Regions from separate parts of the Muntiacus reevesi genome. Here all the other regions are linked to region 1. Evidence: chromatin contacts called from public Hi-C data. All regions are on one chromosome and are shown on one strand. Each heading gives the region's core, a stretch centred on a gene start, on an enhancer-like site or on the middle of the called end of the contact. The rest is flanking DNA. Distances are from core to core; before and after follow the strand shown. Region 1 holds the start of HPS5 (HPS5 biogenesis of lysosomal organelles complex 2 subunit 2). Region 2 holds the start of SPTY2D1 (SPT2 chromatin protein domain containing 1). Region 3 holds the start of TSG101 (tumor susceptibility 101).

Region 1 (3,385 bases), core at 293-2,792:
TACATGAGGGTTCACTATACTATCCTGTTTATCTTTGTGTTTGAAATTTTTCTGAAAAAGATTTTTTCTTGAGGTACATACAGTTAAATTACAATGCTGTTAGTTTCAAGTATACAGCAAAGTGATTTAGTCATGCACATATATGCATTCAAGACTTTTAAGTAAATTCGTAACAACAAGAATCTCTGTACAAATGTTTCATTCTATAAGCTTTCTGTGCCTCCATGGTTTAATATATGCTGTTTCTGGACTCTTCCTCCACAGAAAAAACCCGTCTCTCCACAAAACTGAGTTTAACTATTACTTCTGTCACAGTTAGCCAAGCAAAACACTAAGCAGAGGGTGGTCATAAATGCTTACCAAAGACAATGAAAAAACCTTCTGAAGAGTTGGTTTACTAAAAGGTCACAGAGCTCATAAGCAGAGGTGAGACTAAAACCCACTAATCCTGAGTCCAAATCTAATTACCTTTTCATTTCCCCTATTGCTTGATGGCAACATAAAAGAGCAATATGATCAAAAAAAAGGTTTTTCTCTTGGCCTAGTACTCATTTTACTGAACCAGTGTTTGCTGTGTGAAAACCCAATGCAAATCACAGCGTTCTCTTTTCCCCACTACCTAGTGAAAGGAAGAAGAGGCAAGAGAGAGAAAAAAAGGAAGAAAAATTAAACATATTATGCCAAGAGGAAGTTGGGGATTCCCTCATAATGGGATCTTTCTATAAAGAAGGCTGAACGCCAAAGAACTGATGCCTTTCGAACCGTGGTGCTGTAAAACACTCAAGAGTCCATTGGACAGCCAGGAGATCAAACCAGTCAATCCTAAAGGAAATCAACAGTAAGTATTCTTTAGAAGCAGTGATGCTGAAGTTGAAGCTCCAATACCTTGGCCACCTGATGCGAAGAGCCGACTCTTGGGAAATGACCCTGACCCTGGGAAAGACTGAGGGCAGGAGAAGGGGCGACAGAGGATGAGAAGGTTGGATAGCATCAATGACTCAAGGGACATGAGTTTGAGCTAACTCTGGGACACAGTGGAGGACAGCGAAGCCTGGCGTGCTGCAGCCCATGGGGTCGCAAAGTCGGACACGACTGAGTGACTGAACAACAACCCAATAAGAGAACTCCTCTCTACTTTAGACCAAGAAATGGCGACTCACTCACTCATGCACTCAACATGCCTCGCACGCACCACTGCAGACATCTGACCACAAGCTCCCTGCCTAGCGGAACCCCTAACTTAACAGCAGTTAACTTTAATACTACATTCAGATCTCTTGAAAGAAGTCGCGATAATCAAGTTTTCAAAGCCAGGCTCACAGCCTGTAGATCTCAGCCCCTCTCCCCCACCTCTAGGCCAGCAGCCCCCAACTTTCTGTGGTTCACAGCCTCTCTCCCGGTTAGGCGCCCGCACACTCACCCAGCGCTAAGAGCCGCACCTGAGCTTCAGTCTTCCCTCCTACTCCTCCCCTCCCAGGCGTACGTCATCCCGGAGCGCCGGGGACGCCGGGACAAAGCTGTTAACGGTACTTCCTCGTCATGTGATGGGTTACGCCCTGCTTGCGCGTGGTCCCTCCCCCTCCGGCCGCGGTCGCGATTACGCTCTCTGCGGCCTGCCTGCTGCCGGCCGAAGACGCAACGCCGAACGGGACCGGAGGAGCCCTAGGCCAAAGGGGTGAGACAGCCAAGTTCCTGGGACCTTTCACCGCCTAAAGCCGGCGAGAATAAATGAAGCAGGCGGGCACCGGCGGAGGAGGGAGGGAACTAGCGGAAGGTGTCATGGCGGCCGCGCTCTGGGGTCACGTGCCCCGCAGGCCCGCCTTGGTACTTCCGGTCACGTGCCCTCAGAGTTCTCGCAGCCAGCGATGGAGGCGAGACCCCCTGGTAACAGAGGCGGTGGCGGCGGCGGCGGCTACTGGGTTTCAGCCTCTTTCCCGCAGCATCTTTAAGAAGCTCAGCGGAACTCGACTCGACCCAGCGCAGTAACTTACTCCCTGCCCAGGGCTGTCTCCCACTGGTAAGTTTAGACCGAAAAATGGGGGTGGACGGGTGGGTGATGAGCTGACAGGCCTGGGGGCCGCAAGACGGCACGGAATCTGCCCCTTTTTCCTGTATCCCTGTCGCCGTTGCTGCAATTCCCAATTCTGCTGTCTTGGTTAGCCCTTTATTATTCTGAATAGAGGAAGAGGCGACCCCTAATCTCCTTGTCTATAGGAAGCCAACCCCTCCACTGAAAGCAAGGACTCAAAGATGTACCCAAAGCTGGGATGAGACTTGGCTCATGAGGGTGAAGGACGTGGAAGCCTCTCTCTGGCTGAGGAGCCCTTCCCGTTAGAGAAACTGCTATTGAGTCTTTCGGTTTCTGTAAGGGAAAAGCTTTCATCTTAGTTCCACGCACCTTTTGCTTCGCTTGTCAATCCTGTCCCTCTTACAACGACCTTAACACCTGTGCCAGTTCACCCCACCCCCGCCACTCACACACCAAGTTTTGATCTATGCCCAACTTGATCATGTTTAAGCACCAACACATGGAAATATATAATTTATTTTAGAAATTCCCCAAGGCTAAATTGTGTAAGGAAGTGTTTTCGGTTGACTCTTAAACACCTGTTTTAGGGTCTATAAAATGAGGGGGGAGGGGGACGGGAGGAAAGAGATAAAAACTTAACCTTTTGCCCATTAGCAGACCCAGTTTTAAAAACATACCAAAACTGTGTGGTTTAAAGTATACCTTGCAGTAAGTACTGACTCCATAAGGAAGTGGAACAATTTTTCCTCGTGAATTCTTATCAGAAACCCCAGACGTATAAAGCAGCATGCTGTGGTGGAATTGCATTTGGGAGCACCCATCCTACCCACTCAGCCTCCCCTCTTGGAACACAGCTTGAAAATCACTGAACTCGACTTTGGTAACTAAAGCAAGGTTGCCAACCCTAAGGGAGATTTTGAAAAATCAAAGATAGAAAAATGAGATGGAGGTCGCAGCAGAGGGAAGGGTAACCTCAGGCTTATGGCATACAAAAGGAGTAGACTCCAGAAGGAATTTTGTACCTTTTAGCAGACCAAAATCCCTGGTTTGGAAAAGGGGGAGATAATTTGGAGCCATTAAACCTGTTCTGCTACTCTGAACCAACACTTAGCAGTGCAGCAGATTGAAAGATTTGAGTCTCTTCTGGGTGATATTAATAATAAATACGTATGGTAGTGTTCATGTGGGAAAAAAAATCCACACAAGTGCAGAGAGAGCTGTTTAAAAATACTAGAAAGGTTGATGCAAAGAGAGGAATTGGTTAAAAACAGTGCACCAGACGATCGCCTTCAGTCAGTTGTGGCTGCTGCTTATACCTCCTGCTCTAAAGGCTCATATCTTCTTCCTGATTGTCTG
Region 2 (3,385 bases), core at 280-2,779, 250 kb after region 1:
TTCTCTGTCAGCAATCTCTGGTTTTTAGAATAAGAAACAACTAACTTGGTTCTGATTCTTCCACAGGATAGTCCTGGGCATCAGGGCAAGTATTATCTTTCTTTGACCTCCACTGAAATTGAGGAGAATGTAGAAAGAAATATGTACCTAATTATGCAAAGATGAATGCTACTAGGTCCAATATTGACTTGTCTAGGAAATTTACAGAGACAGAAAATAAGGTTTCATAATTTCAAGGTCGTTCAAAGTATTTGAGATGGGATGTGAATACATATAATAAACTGATCAATATCGGTTTTATTAACCAGTTATTTTTACATCAATATCTTCAAAAGAGTAAAAGAATGAGCACAAGAGAGGGAAAAAATATTGCAAATATACAAAAATCTAAGAAATGCAGAACACATCATGAGAGCTCAATATGATCTAGTTGAACTGACTTAAAAAGAGCGCCGTTTGAGCTCCACACCTCAACGCTCAAACCGCAGGTATCACAATGCAATTTATCGGTTTACAGCTGAGGCTGTGGTACCATCTGAGGATCTCGAAATGATTAGTTTATGCAAAACAGCTACACCCTCGCAAACGAGGCCCTCACCACCACTACCGCATTTAGATACTAAAGTTTTACACCGCTCAGCGAATTAGCAAACCTCACAGAGTAACTGGGACCTAGATTTCAAACAACAAATCTGGAAGACCACAAGTAAACGGAAGCTGAAACTATTTCTCTCATCCTGTTGGCCAAAATTTCGTGGAATCCACTCACACTCCCTTCCTAGGGAGGTGATAATTCAATCACCTGGTTGGCTGAGTGGGTGGGGGACACAAGTCAAAAAATCTTGTTCGGGAAATCACAAAACGTTTGACTCAAAGATCAGCGGAAAATCAGCTCAGAAACTATCAGGCCAAGCCCCTAATATTCCTGAACTCCCCAAGCTCTGGGTTGAAGTTTATGCCGAAGCTATAAACTACGAGCATTAGATTCCACTACGTGCCAGGCACGGCTCTACTCACCAGCTTTCACGCAACTCTAAAATATCCTAAACGCAAAGTTCAAGTAGTAGGGGTAACTAAGCCGAAACAAACCAAATCAGCTCGTCAGCACGCTCCCGCTTGCTTATTTCAAGCCCCCATTAACTTCAACCCCCAGTACCCAGAAGTACATGTCCAAAAGGAAAAAGAAAAAAAAAAAAAAAAAACAACGGAGTCCAGATCTTTCTTTTCCTGGAGCCGATGTGCTGATTCCTGGAAGTTCCGAGGACCACACACTCGGAACTTGAAGACCAGGATCTCCTACAGTCGCCCCCCGGCTGGTACTTACCGGCACGTTGTTGACACCCTGCGCTTTGGAAGCTATCAGGAGAATTTCCCTAAAGTCCATTCTGGTCGAGGAGGAGGACTGGGCCAGCCTCTCGGAGAGGAGGGAAAGCGCGCCTTACCGAGGCGACCAGCAACAGCCTAATGATCTGTCTGGCCAGCCTCTCTCCCACCCCTCCCCTGCACGACCACTTCCGGCGCTCTCCAATGCCGTCTGCCCGCCCACTTTCCTCCAGAGGCCAGTATCCTTTCAGGCCCGCCGCTTCCCTCGCGAGTCTTTGGCGTAACTTCCGCTTTCAGGCTCGAGACACGTAGAAACGTGGTACGTGGCTGCTGGCGTCGGCTCGAAGGGGCGGGACTAAGCCCTTCCCGCACCAAGGAGACTCGACCTGTAAACTGGGGGGCGTGGCCAAGGGAAAGCCGTTTAGCTGGAGGCGTTGGCGCAAGGCCTGTTTCCGTGCTCCGTGTGCGCTCTCGGGCACGAGAGCGAGGGGTTGAGGCGTTATCTACGGGTTGTCTGAGTGTCACGGTTGGACGCTCAGGTCCGAGAAGGCGGTACCTCAACAGCAGAACCGACAGGTCTCGAGCAGGGGATTACAGTTAGGCGTTTGTAGGCGCTCGCCAGGCTGCGCAGATGCGAACGACACCGACTGGTCCCCTGTCCTGGGAACGCTTGACTCTTCGCATCCCGGCATAGGGTGTATGCTCACCTCCTACACAGATGCACGCGCGTGATGTACAGAGGCTTCTGTACATCTTACTGTACAGCTTACTGCTTTTGCTTCATTTTCGATAATAAGCCCCAAGTAGGGCATCCAGCTGTGCTTTGTGTAGTGGCTGAATGGAGAAATTTCTCACAGACCCAGCCTGGATATATTTGGTGCACTGATCAAAATGTACATATATGCCCCAATTCCACATTTGTTGGGAGTCCAGTCCTGGCTTCCTCTTAAGGGTTATTTGGGGTCTGTAAGGTCATTTCTAATTAGTGTAAAATACACTAATTAGACAGACTGGCTGTGGTTAAGAATAGGCGGGAATCCACCGCAGCCAAGCAGTAGGGATCTTCCGGTGCGATGAAATTGCTCCAAAACTGGTTAATACTGATGGCTGGATGTTTTTACTAATCATCGTACTCTGAAAACAAATCAGTTTGACAGTGTAAATTATCTCAATAGGGCTTCTCTGGTGGTGGTATATTCGTTAAAAATATGACTGCCAATGCAGGGGACAGGGGTTGGATCCCTGGTCTAGGAAGATCCGACCTGCCACTGAGCAACTGAGCCTGTGCTGTATAAACTGTGTTCCGCAACAAGCAATGAGAAACTTGCGCACCTGCAAGGAAGAGTAAGCCCCTGCTCACTGCAACTATTGAAAGCCGGTGGGCAGCAGTGAAGACTCAGAATAGCCATAAATAAATCTTTTTTAAAATCATCTCAATAAAGCTGCTTAAAAGTATTAGGCAAAGCGTCTCTATCTTCTTCCAATCTCCGCTTTAAGGCTGAGGTGTGGCCCTGACTACATTTCCATGTTTAAGTTTGCCCAAACAACAGGAGATTAAATCTTTGTCCAATGGCAGAACTGTAGTTGGCAACGTTTTTATTCCATCTGGGAGTCCAGCATAGCCCACGGTAGCCTATGCCATCTTATTGTTCAGTGGATAAGTCGTGTCTAATTCTTTGTGACCCCCATGGACTGCAGTGCAGCAGGCTTCCTTGTCCTTCACCATCTCCCAGAGCTTGCTCAAACTCATATCCATCGAGTTGGTGATGCCATCCATCCATCTCATCCTCTGTCGCACCCCCCTCCCTGCCCATTTTTCCTCATGCTCTCAATCTTTCCCAGCATCAGGGTCTTTTCCAGTGAGTTGGCTCTTTGCATCAGGTCGCCAAAGTATTGGAATTTCACCATCAGTCCTTCCAATGACTGTTCATGGCTGATTTCCTTTTGAATTGACTGGTTTGATCTTTCAGTTCAAGGGACTCTCGAGTTGTCTCCAGTACCACGAATCAATTCTTCAGTGCTCAGCCTTTTTTATGGTCCAACTCTCACATCTCTACATGAC
Region 3 (3,385 bases), core at 350-2,849, 160 kb after region 1:
TTTCTAAAATTCCAAACCAATATTTGAATACTCTTGTCCTTATATATAGGAACTTTGATACACATACATGAAGGAATAGACTTTAAGGGCAATGCAATCAATTAAGATTTTTTAAAATGGTATGGAACAGACACCCTTCAGTTACATAGTATATAAAATAACATACTTCGAAAAATTAAATGCTACAACATAGATCCAGGCCACAGCTTTCTAAGGCTCCCTAAAACTTCCTCTGCAATTAAAGGTAAGTTTACTCTATCAAAAGAAAATCAACTATATTTTAATTAGAAAAAAAGAAAGAAAATCAGAAGCCTAGAAGATATGATTAGAAAAATCAAAGAGTAGCTTTATTTCAAAAACCATCAATTTCTCCTTAGAGATTATTTGCTCTTCAATCAAAGACTATAGGGATGATTTTACTGGGCGAAAAAGTATATTTTCAGAGAAATAAGTTTACACATAATAATGTGTTTTAATAATACTGAAAGTTGTTTTAAACTATTTCACTTTCTACCACTCTTATTTTGACAAAAGTATCTAAAGCTAAACCTGTTTAACTGGAGAATATTCAACTCTCAACCATTTCACATACATCTTATTCCCATTAATTAGCTTTGATAAATTGAAAAAATAACACAAAGCAACAAACAAAGCAAAAAGCACCCAATTCACTCTGGTATCAGGTGCCATATTTTTAGTTGTTAAACTAATTCACAGCTTTAAATACAAAATGCCTACAGACTTTTTTAAAAAAGGGAAAAAACCAAAAAACAAACCCACACCAGTCTTGAACTATTTAGATTAAAAATTTCAAAGTAAATAAACTGGCTTTATAAGCAACATAAAATTAAAAGGGAGTCACTCTGAGCAAATCAAACACCCTGGAATGATAATGGAATTCTATTTCACCCGAGGTAATGAGCTTCTCAGGACGTTTCCATTTATAATTGAGCCAATTCAACCAACCGCGGGGTGGGCTATTGAGCTGCGTGAGGAATACAAACTGAAAAGGACACCACCTCAGGAAGCTGGGAGGGAAGGGCGAATAAGAATGAAGAGCCCTGCATTGGGACATGAAGGAAGGGGTGCCCAAGACCGAGTTTTAAGTACAACCCCCTCCTTCTGTTGATGAAAACTATGTTGCCCCACAGACTGCTCCAAACTCTCTCCCCGAAAAGAGGAGGGCGGGCGGCAGGTGGCAGGCGGCAGGCGGCCTCGGCTCCGCTCCATTGTTGACCGTCGCCGCCCCCCGTCGGCCCCGGCCCGGGGACTCCGGCCCCGGGCGACAGGCATCCTGGCGCGGGCGGCAGCATAGGTGGCCAAGGGGAGGCCCGGGACTTCGGGCCGGCCTGGGGGGCTCGTTGGGCTGGTCGGGCAGGCCCTGGCGGCGCGGGGGGGAGTGGTGGGTGTGCGCCGAGAGGAGAGCGCGCCGCAGCCTCACCTTAGACACCATTTTCTTGAGCTGGCTCTCCGACCCCGCCATGGCCGCCGCCTCGCGACTCCAGTCCCTGCAGGCAGAGGGTCAGCCGCTCCGGGGCCGCCCCAGGCCGCCCCACACAACCGCACACAGACGAGCCAGCCCCCCACCCCCCCGCCTCTAGCAACAGGAAGTCTGCCTCCACGCCAGCGCTTCCGCTTCCCTTACGTCACTTCCGAGGTCGGCCGTGGGTAGGGGTTGACGGCCTAGGTCAGGTCCGGGGAATCCCGTTCCGAGGGTAGAGTTGCTGAGCCGGGATAATAGGATCGGCAGCTCTTTCACAGTTGCCCTCACACTAAAAGAGCAGGTGCAGGGAGGGTAAAAAGTAGGATTGCCTTTCCGGTGAGGTTTAATGACTGATGCGTCAAGTGGGAAGACTGGACTGGAGTCAGAAAACTGTTCTGCCACTGCCTTAGCCTTCTGATAATTGCAGGCAAGTGCACGGCTGGCTCGGGCTTGTTTTTTCCAACTCCAAGAGGAAAGGCTTGCATTAGGCGATGCCCAGGGTCTCTCTGGTTGTCAGGTTGTTTTTCATTTTTAAGCTTCATATTACATTCACAAGGGCAAAGTGCAGAGATCTCATTTCACAGGAAGTCAGGCAGTAATTTCTTTACAAGAGACCATTCACTTAGGTCAGAATTCCACTGTGCCCGACATGGATGATAATACAGGCTAACTTCTTCCTTAGACTTGTTGTGTGTACCAGCCTGTCCACTATCAAAATCCAAGTCTTTGAAATCAGGCTCAGCTTCAGATCCTCATGGTCTTGTACAGTGCAAGAGTAGGTACTCTTTTTTTTTTTTTTTTTGAAATTTGACAGAATTTTTATTTTACAGCACCCTAATATTGATGAAAGTGAACAGGCAGTTGAAAATGGTGCTCTGAAGTTCTGACATGATACTTAACAGCTCTCAGTTGCTAGGTTACAAGCAATGTGTACACAGATGGAAATGAACAATATAAAAAATGTAGGTAGATAGGAAATTCATATTTTATTTCTCCACTGACATATTTACAGTTGAATATAAATTAAAAGCCTGCTTGCACACCAAACCCAGGTCCTTTTGGTGGTTCAGTCAAAGAGGTAAGACCTCCAGCTGGCTCACAGGAGAAGCGTCCACTCTTTGGCCCAGGTTTTGGGATTTTGCCAGCCTTGAGTTTATCAATAATTTCTTCAATATCCTTAGGTGTCAGATCCTCATAGTAGTTGTCATTTATTTGAACCATTGGTGCATTTACACAGACCCCTAAACATTCCACTTATATAAGAGTGAAAAGTTTGTCAGGTGTAGTCTCCAACCTTTATTCCAAGTTTTTTCTGAACGGCCTCCAGTATCCTGTTGGGAGTTTCGAAGCATGCAAGGCGTAGTAGTGCAGACTTGATATGTGCTATAACTGGCTTTCGATTATACATTATATAAAAAGTTGCTACTTCATACACTCTCATTGGAGGTGCTTGTAAAATTTCTGCAACCTTGTTCATAGCAGAGATGGGCAGCCAGCCATTCTGTTTCTGGGCTAAATCCAGAACTGGAAGCACAGCTGCTGCCTTAGGACCTTCTGGGAAGTTTTTCAAAATGGCCTCTATCCTCTTACAGTTTTCTGGTGTGAAATCAGATGGAGTTACTGGGTTATTCTCAGGAGTATCTCTGTGCACAAATAAGCCTCCTCCAGGTCCATTCTGAACAGCTGTCTCAGGCAAATTTCTTATATGTCCTCCCCAGTGGGCGCCGCGGAGAGGAACACGGCCGGCCAAACTGCGGGCCTTTGGGCCTCACTGGGCGAGGTCCCGAGCGGTCGGCACGCAGGGCATGCGGGCATGCGCGCTCAAGAGTAGGTACTCTGAACTGAATTTCTACTACCCATAGAAGTTCCTCATGGTCATTTGTATTAGTCATTATTGCACCT

What was found. Hi-C and Micro-C count contacts between places; a contact is called where the count stands out from the background.
Region 2: a Hi-C map of muscle shows a contact between it and region 1, with 7 times the contacts expected there. The contact joins the promoter of SPTY2D1 here to the promoter of HPS5 in region 1. A contact is called at or near these places in 2 of 3 Hi-C or Micro-C datasets (blood and muscle).
Region 3: a contact with region 1 is called in a Hi-C map of muscle, with 4 times the contacts expected there. The contact joins the promoter of TSG101 here to the promoter of HPS5 in region 1. A contact is called at or near these places in 2 of 3 Hi-C or Micro-C datasets (blood and muscle).

Annotation. Positions count from the first base shown.
Region 1 is chr5:25,424,101-25,427,485 of mMunRee1.1, reverse strand. It overlaps HPS5 (HPS5 biogenesis of lysosomal organelles complex 2 subunit 2), which reads right to left and starts at 1,542. Exons shown (of 23, transcript XM_065937279.1): 1 at 1,421-1,542. GTF2H1 (general transcription factor IIH subunit 1) reads left to right here and starts at 1,864. Exons shown (of 15, transcript XM_065937280.1): 1 at 1,864-2,017.
Region 2 is chr5:25,175,662-25,179,046 of mMunRee1.1, reverse strand. It overlaps SPTY2D1 (SPT2 chromatin protein domain containing 1), which reads right to left and starts at 1,529. Exons shown (of 6, transcript XM_065937260.1): 1 at 1,325-1,529. The coding sequence starts at 1,384.
Region 3 is chr5:25,267,444-25,270,828 of mMunRee1.1, reverse strand. It overlaps TSG101 (tumor susceptibility 101), which reads right to left and starts at 1,599. Exons shown (of 9, transcript XM_065937269.1): 1 at 1,442-1,599. The coding sequence starts at 1,483. It also overlaps the pseudogene LOC136169211.